Linked DNA regions of Mus musculus: region 2 is linked to region 1. Evidence: chromatin contacts called from public targeted proximity ligation data. All regions are on one chromosome and are shown on one strand. The core of a region is the stretch at or near the end of the contact, and the rest is flanking DNA. Distances in the headings are between cores, read along the strand shown. Region 1 holds the start of Ankrd1 (ankyrin repeat domain 1 (cardiac muscle)). Region 2 has its middle 61 kb from the start of Gm32143.

Region 1 (3,532 bases), core at 601-3,100:
CCTGGGTGGGGAAAGGTTTGGGAAAGCCTTTCTGTCCATTCTTCATTCTTCAAAGTGATGTGTTCACAGAAAGCCTTTCAGCTGTTCTGCTGGGGCTCTTAGTAAGTCTGAGTAGGAACTGTATGTACCAGGTCTGCTTCTTATGGGTGGAGCCAAGACGCATCGTGGGTGGAGCGAAGACGCAACCTCACCTTCTAGCTCTGCATCCATAGCAAGTAGCCTAATGTTTCTGTGTCTAGGTGTCATCTCTGTGAATCGAGATCCTTGGCCTTGCTTGAATTAGGGAGGCACAAAATACTCAGAGATTCAAGACTGCTCAGCAGCCCAGAGTCCTTCCTCAAAGGAAAGGTCTCAACTCTCAGCCCCCCTTAGCTCTGAGTCAGGCCTGGAACAAACGGCCACAGGAATGAGAAAAGCTGCCATAGCTGCTTGTCACTTCAAGAGGTCAAAGAAAATAGTGTTAACCATGAAAACGAGAAGACCAACAGTTATCCATTGATAGCGTCTCAGGACAGATAGGACAGAGAGAACACTAGGAGAGGGGAACCCACGAAGGACAAGGTATTAGTGTGTTGGTTTTCAGGGCAATGTCTTGTACTGAAGATTCTAGAAACACAATTTGCTGGTTGAACAGCTGAAGTGGGGTGGGGGTTCTTACCCCATGTTCATGGAAGGGTGAGTGAGGAGAGACAGATATATGATGGCCAGCATAACAAACATACACAACACCCTAATTAACACTTCCCTCTTCTACTGACACCCCCTTCACTCTCCTCTTTCATAAAAAATAAAAAAAGTATTTTATGTGGCTCTTACGATAGAATCTTTCCTCGAACTATAAAAAGATCTAAATATTTATATTTTTCACATTTTAATATCTTAGCGATGACAAGCCAGAAACAAGTATTTTTGCCTCTCTCAACAGCAAAGCTTGGGGCCTTTTTGTTTCCGTGTTAGGAATAGAACACGAGAGCCCCGTGTATCTAGGCAGATGCTCTATCATTAGCCCATGAGTCTCCAGCCTCAGACGCACATTTTTCTCGGGCTCTCTTAAGCTTTTCCCACAGCATTGGGAAACTTTACTGACAGCATCCAAGTTGTGCTTCTGCTAAGAACTGGACTCACATCTCTCTGTGCATCACTTCGGCCCGTTTTGGGGTAGATCCTCTGATTAGCCTTCAGATTTAGAACACGGTGAGCCTGTGGTGCACTAATTATGGCCAGTGACACCATAGAGTCAAAGTGCATTACTGAATGCTTTCAATTTCTCCTAATGCTGGTACGATGGCATGTCACAGGGCCATTTTAGCTGCAGACATCACTCCAGAGAATTCCAAACAGATAGAGACAAGTGGCACCCAGACCCATCTCCTTCCCCTCGGGCTGATTATCCCCAGAAATAGGATGTCCCAAAGCAACACTTCCCAGCCAACTGGAGTGCTGATAAGTCCAGTTATCAGAAAGATATGGCTGTAAGTGTGATGCACAGTGCTTGCATTTTCTTGATACGTTAGTCATATGAGAGCTGACAAAGAAGGAAAAAGAGCAGCGATGTGGTGCAATATTAACAGGCAGCTGTCCCCTGGCTTCCCGATACGTGGGATGACTCGCATTGCTGAGCGGTGTGGTCACTGCCAAAGGAATGACCCTCTCACATTTCTTCCTGATTCGCATACGCCGCGGCCAGCTTGTCATCTCCCTCTTGGGCTTCCCAGACACTAAGTCTGGAATGAAAATTCACCTGCCTCTGAATTGGCCACTGGTGGGGGCAGGGGTGTGACTTGGCTTCCCAGGCTGGAAGATTATCTCACCCAGCCCTAGCTATATAACGGGCTGGTGTGGAGGGGCTCCACAGGGCCAGTTCCAGGGGTTCATCCACAAGAGAGAAAAACATAGACTCACGGCTGCCAACATGATGGTACTGAGAGTAGAGGAGCTGGTATGTAAAACATCTTTTTTTTTTTTTTTTTTTTAATCTTGGCTTTTATTTGAAAATACAGATGGTTTTTCTTTCTCAGGAATAATGTGGGGTTGGCGTTAGTGACTTCCTAAGAGAAGGTGGTTGAGTGGGTTGAGTGGGTTAAAAGTGAATTTTCATGTGCTAACCTGATGCTCATCTTAATTGTGAGAGGAAGGCAGGCACCTGGGATACCTGGAGCTATGCTCCAGACAGTGCACCGCCTGAAGGTGGCTGTCGCTGGATGGAGAGGAAGGACCTCCTGTGGCATTGTTTGTGGACAGTTACCCCAAGATGGGTAGCTTTGCTTCTGACTTCAACATCTTCTTCACATACAGGTAACAGGCAAAAAGAACAGCAATGGGGCCGCAGGGGAATTCCTTCCTGGGGAGTTCAGAAATGGAGAATATGAAGCTGCTGTTGCTTTGGAGAAGCAAGAGGACCTGAAGACACTTCCGGCCAACAGCGTGAAGCAGGGGGAGGAACAACGGAAAAGCGAGAAACTGCGAGAGGCAGAGGTGAGGACCTCCCACAAAATCCTAGTGGGAGTGGGGTACGGAGGTCCCTGAGGAAGAGGGGAAGAGAGGAGGAAAACAAATAAAAACTGCTCTAAAGATGTCTTTTCACCAGATATGAAGCGCATGATGCAAAGAAGCAGTGCACATGGAAATGACTGGGGGAATTACTTTTGGATTCCTCCTGTGTGGAGGGTTGAATCAATGATTGAATGTGCTATGACCACGTTTTGATCAAAGGACAGACAGATAATGATAACCAGAAAAGCTCCAACATCACACACTGCCTACTCAATTTGAGCCAAGGCGATTTGTTCTTTTTGATAACATTGAGTTGTGGCCCACGGGTCATAGAATAAGCTTGCCATGTTTATTGAAATTTATTTATTGAATTTTTGTAGATTACTAACACAAATTTAGAAGTGCAGCAGTAATCTCCGTTTCAGAGACTCGTGAAGGAGAATGGCATCAGTATTTGTGAATTTATCTGTATTTTCTACCCTTGGTTAAAACATATGTTAGTTTTTGAGAATGAGAAAACAAATTCTATAGAAATCTGGGCTTTATGGTACTAATTACAAAATGATTACTGAGAGACTATGTCGTGCCTCTAACCAATTAGTCAAGGACTAGTTCTACAAGCAAAGGAAGTAAATATGACTTAGATTAAAATTAGACCCCAAATACTTTAATGAAAATAAAATCCCTGAAGTCAGACACTCACTTGAAAGTGCTTTGGATTTCCCATTCTCAGCCCACTCACAGTTTGCTCAGGCTGTGCAGGGTTTGTTCAGGTACCACAATAGTTAGAACTCACTATATATTTTTCAACACTTGATTTTTCCCCCCTTTCGTTAGCTCAAAAAGAAAAAACTAGAACAAAGATCAAAGCTTGAAAACTTAGAAGACCTTGAAATAATTGTTCAACTGAAGAAAAGGAAAAAATACAAGAAAACCAAAGTTCCAGTTGTGAAGGAGCCAGAACCTGAAATTATGGTAAGGACTGTTTGGTTATTGCACATCCTTATAAGTTGCAGGGGTGAGTCCTGTGGAGGGACGA
Region 2 (3,532 bases), core at 629-3,128, 360 kb before region 1:
GAAGAAGACACTAGAAAGTACTAGAAAATGGGAAGATTTCCCATGCTCATGGGTTGGCAGAATTAACACCATGAAGCCAGCAATCTTACTAAAATCCAATGATATTTTTTACAGAACTAGGAAAAAAAATCCTCAAATTCACATGGAAGCACACAAGAGCCTAAATGCTCAAAGCCATCTTAAGCAGAAAGAGAATTCTTGAAGGCACCACAGTACCTGATCTCAAACTATACTACAGATCTATAGTAGCAAAAGACACACTAGTACTGGCACAAAAACAGACATGTAGAGCAAAAGAATAGAAGAAAGGACTCTAAAATAGCACCCTATACTTACAGCCCCTGAACCGTTAACAGAAATGTTAAAAATGTGCATTTGGAAAAGGTTTCTTTAGCAAACAGTGCTGGGAGACCGATATGCATAAAAGTGAAAGTAGATCTCTATCTCCTCCCCACATAAAGTCAAATGAAAGATGGATAGGCGATCTTACTATAGACCCAAGACCCTGAAACTGCCGGGGGGGGGGGGGGGACACTTGAAGGTTTAGGCATAAGCAACAACTTTTTTTTTTTTTAGATTTATTTATTATTATATGTAAGTACACTGTAGCTATCTTCAGACACTCCAGAAGAGGAAGTCAGATCTCCTTATGGATGGTTGTGAGCCACCATGTGGTTGCTGGGATTTGAACTCAGGACCTTTGGAAGAGCAGTCTGGTGCTCTTAACCACTGAGCCATCTCTCCAGCCCAAGCAACAACTTTCTAAAAGGATTCTCCTAAGCCGGAAATAATCCCCAGAACTGATAAATGGGGTCACTTGAAATTAAAAATCTCTTGCCGGGCAGTGGTGGTAGCACACGCCTTTAATCACTGCACTTGGGAGGCAGAGGCAGGCAGATTTCTGAGTTCGAGGCCAGCCTGGTCTACAGAGTGAGTTCCAGGACAGCCAGGGCTACACAGAGAAACCCTGTCTCGAAACAACAACAACAACAACAAAACAAACAAACAAACCAAAACAAAAAACAAAAAACAAAAAACAAAAAAGAAAGAAAAGAAAAGAAAGAAATTAAAAATCTCCTGGACAGCAAAGGAAACCGTCCAGAGTGAAGAGCCAGTCTACAGAATGGGAAGAAGTCTTTTCTAGGTCTCATATGATTGACCATCTGACGTTTGGATCTTTAATTTGGATCCGGTTTAAATTTGGGCATCGTATATATGATATGCAGGTGGAAAGGGGCCTAGGAGGGGAAGGTTAGGTTTATAGGGAGGGAGGGGAATAAGAAAGGATAATGGAAAGTGTTCATCCTCTGGGCAGGGCAGCGAATGTTTTGGGAGGTGGGGGGATGGGCAAGAGGAAGGTGAAATGAAGACAGTGTGTGGGGGAGGGGAGCACTGACAATGGGAGCAAGCCGAAAGGATAGCACTGTGTGAAAAATGTCTCAAAGAACCCCATTTCTGTGTACACAACCTACCTCCAAAGAGACAAAACACTGGCCCCTTCACAGCTCGGAATTTCGGTATTTATTGAACTAGTAGACCACACTCAGCAGTTTGGTTACATCTCATTTGATCTCTGTGCCTGTGAAGTTGGCATCCTTACATTCATCTTACAGAGGAATTGAGAAGACAGTCAGTGAGAGTTAGTAAAGGATGGGGCTTAGGCCCGCGGCCCCTTGACTCCAAAGTTCCTCCTCTTTCTACTCTGCAGGGGTTTGCAAACAGTTTTTAGAAAAAAAAATTTTTTTTCTGGAAATGAAATATTTCATGCCAAAAAGGCAAACCAAGAAAAAGTTGAGGTGTTTTTGTTGTTGTGTGGGTGGGACGGGTGTAAGGAGACTTGTCTCCATACCCAACTTTTACTCTCTGTGGTAACCTGTAGATATGTCTTTGTGGCTTCTCTGACTACAGTTTTCAAACTGTCGCCTCCGAGTTTCCAACACATCTCAACAAGATTGCTCAGGTGGGGGGAGGGGTGGTGATGGTGCCCAAGTACAGTTTCCAGTTTCAGGAACAGCCATAGGGAGCTGCCAACTAGCAGTTCCTCGGAGAATTAGACCTCTGTTATGGAAGCTCCTGGCTTCAGGGTACCCTTGGTTTAGCATGCCAGGCTGTGGAGAAAAATGACCTGTGATGATAGCACAGATCTCTTAAAAAGTGCCACTCAGTCCGAGCTGCTCCTGCCAAATCCAGTGTGCTGAGGGTTGAATGGCAAAAAGCAGGGTCCGCAACAAGGGCACACTCCAAGAAGCCTCCACTTTGCAGCTGGACAAGGACAGGCACACGCAAAGAACGCGGCGTGATTCAGATGGAAGGGAACGAAGCGAGGGAGGACAAAACGGTCCCATGCGCAATTCTCTCCCTTTATACAAGTGAAAGGTCTAATTTACGAATCCTGTAAACACTACCGACTGTGGAAAGATTTGGCCATATGGAAAGGTTTCCTACTGCTGTCTTGGCTGGGGGGAATATTCAGAAGTTTGGAGTAATTGTCAGAAATTAGTCACTGCGATGTTGCAGGGGATGAAGTCAGCATTGCAGCCCGGTGTGGGGGCGGAGCTGCCTTCAATCACAAGATGTTTCCGTGAAGGTTTTCTTCCCCCACTTCATTTCCTTTCCGAGGAGAATTTCAGCACCTTTCTAGTAACCAAGTCTTTGTTCAGTAACTAGGAAACATCACTTTGCTGAAGCCTCTGATAATTACAGCTCTTGATTTAGGCAGGTTTTGTCTTTCTTGCCTTCATTAAGCAGGGACTTGCCCCCTTCATCTTGGTGGGCTATGCATGTGCAGGCTCCAGAATTTGTTGGAGTGATGGGCTACTCCGTCCTTCTGTACTCTGGCTATGAAAACTGAGAAAGGGCTCAATTCCCTGATTAGGGAACAGAGAAGCAGAATTCATAGGCTTTGTAGAATACCAACCTGCAGAGGTAACAGGCCATGTTATTATTAATTCGCAGTGTGTCCTTGCCAAATTTAGTGGTTGAAATTAATTATTAAACCATGAGAGTCAGATTTAGAAACAGTCTGGCAGGACTCAGTGTCTCTCATGGGGCGGCAGTCATATGGTGGCTCGCTGATGGAACCAGATATCCACATTGGCTCCTGTATGTGGCTGGCAATTGGCAATGGCTGTTGACTGGAAAGTCAGTTGAGCTGTTGTTGGCCAGAAGCTCATGCGCATGGCTTCAGAGGTACAGAAGTCCCAGGGTCACTAGGGTTCTTGCATGGCAGTAGGAGCAGGCTCCCCTAGAATAAGTAACCTGAGGGAACATGGCAGAGGCTGTGTGGCCTGACAGTCCCAGAGCCCGTGTCTCATGGCTTCTGCTACCTTGATTTACTTGCAGCGGAGTCACTTACAGAGGCCCAGATTCAAGGAGACGAGGTGTAGTTAACACATCTTGACGGGAAGAGTTCCCAGGTGGTTCTACTTGCTAGGGATGTTCTCCCAAAGGACCAGTATACTCTTTCTTCCACTCGTTGTGTGGGTAAGTGCCGAATTTCCCCGGCTTTCCTCTTCTTTGCCTAGTCCCAAGG

The links.
Region 2: a contact with region 1 is called in a targeted proximity ligation map of embryonic fibroblasts, with 8 read pairs. A contact is called at or near these places in 6 of 39 promoter capture datasets (the C10 cell line, the HPC-7 cell line, cranial neural crest and 3 more), 1 of 484 Hi-C or Micro-C datasets (bone marrow-derived macrophages), 9 of 130 datasets of targeted methods (the NIH/3T3 cell line, embryonic basal ganglia, embryonic fibroblasts and 5 more) and 3 of 9 other capture datasets (adipose tissue, liver and pancreatic islet).

Annotation. Positions count from the first base shown.
Region 1 is chr19:36,118,162-36,121,693 of GRCm38.p6, reverse strand. It overlaps Ankrd1 (ankyrin repeat domain 1 (cardiac muscle)), which reads left to right and starts at 1,850. Exons shown (of 9, transcript NM_013468.3): 1 at 1,850-1,939; 2 at 2,296-2,475; 3 at 3,331-3,468. The coding sequence starts at 1,913.
Region 2 is chr19:36,476,342-36,479,873 of GRCm38.p6, reverse strand. No RefSeq gene overlaps it. Among named protein-coding and RNA genes, the nearest start is that of Gm32143, 61 kb to the left of the region's middle.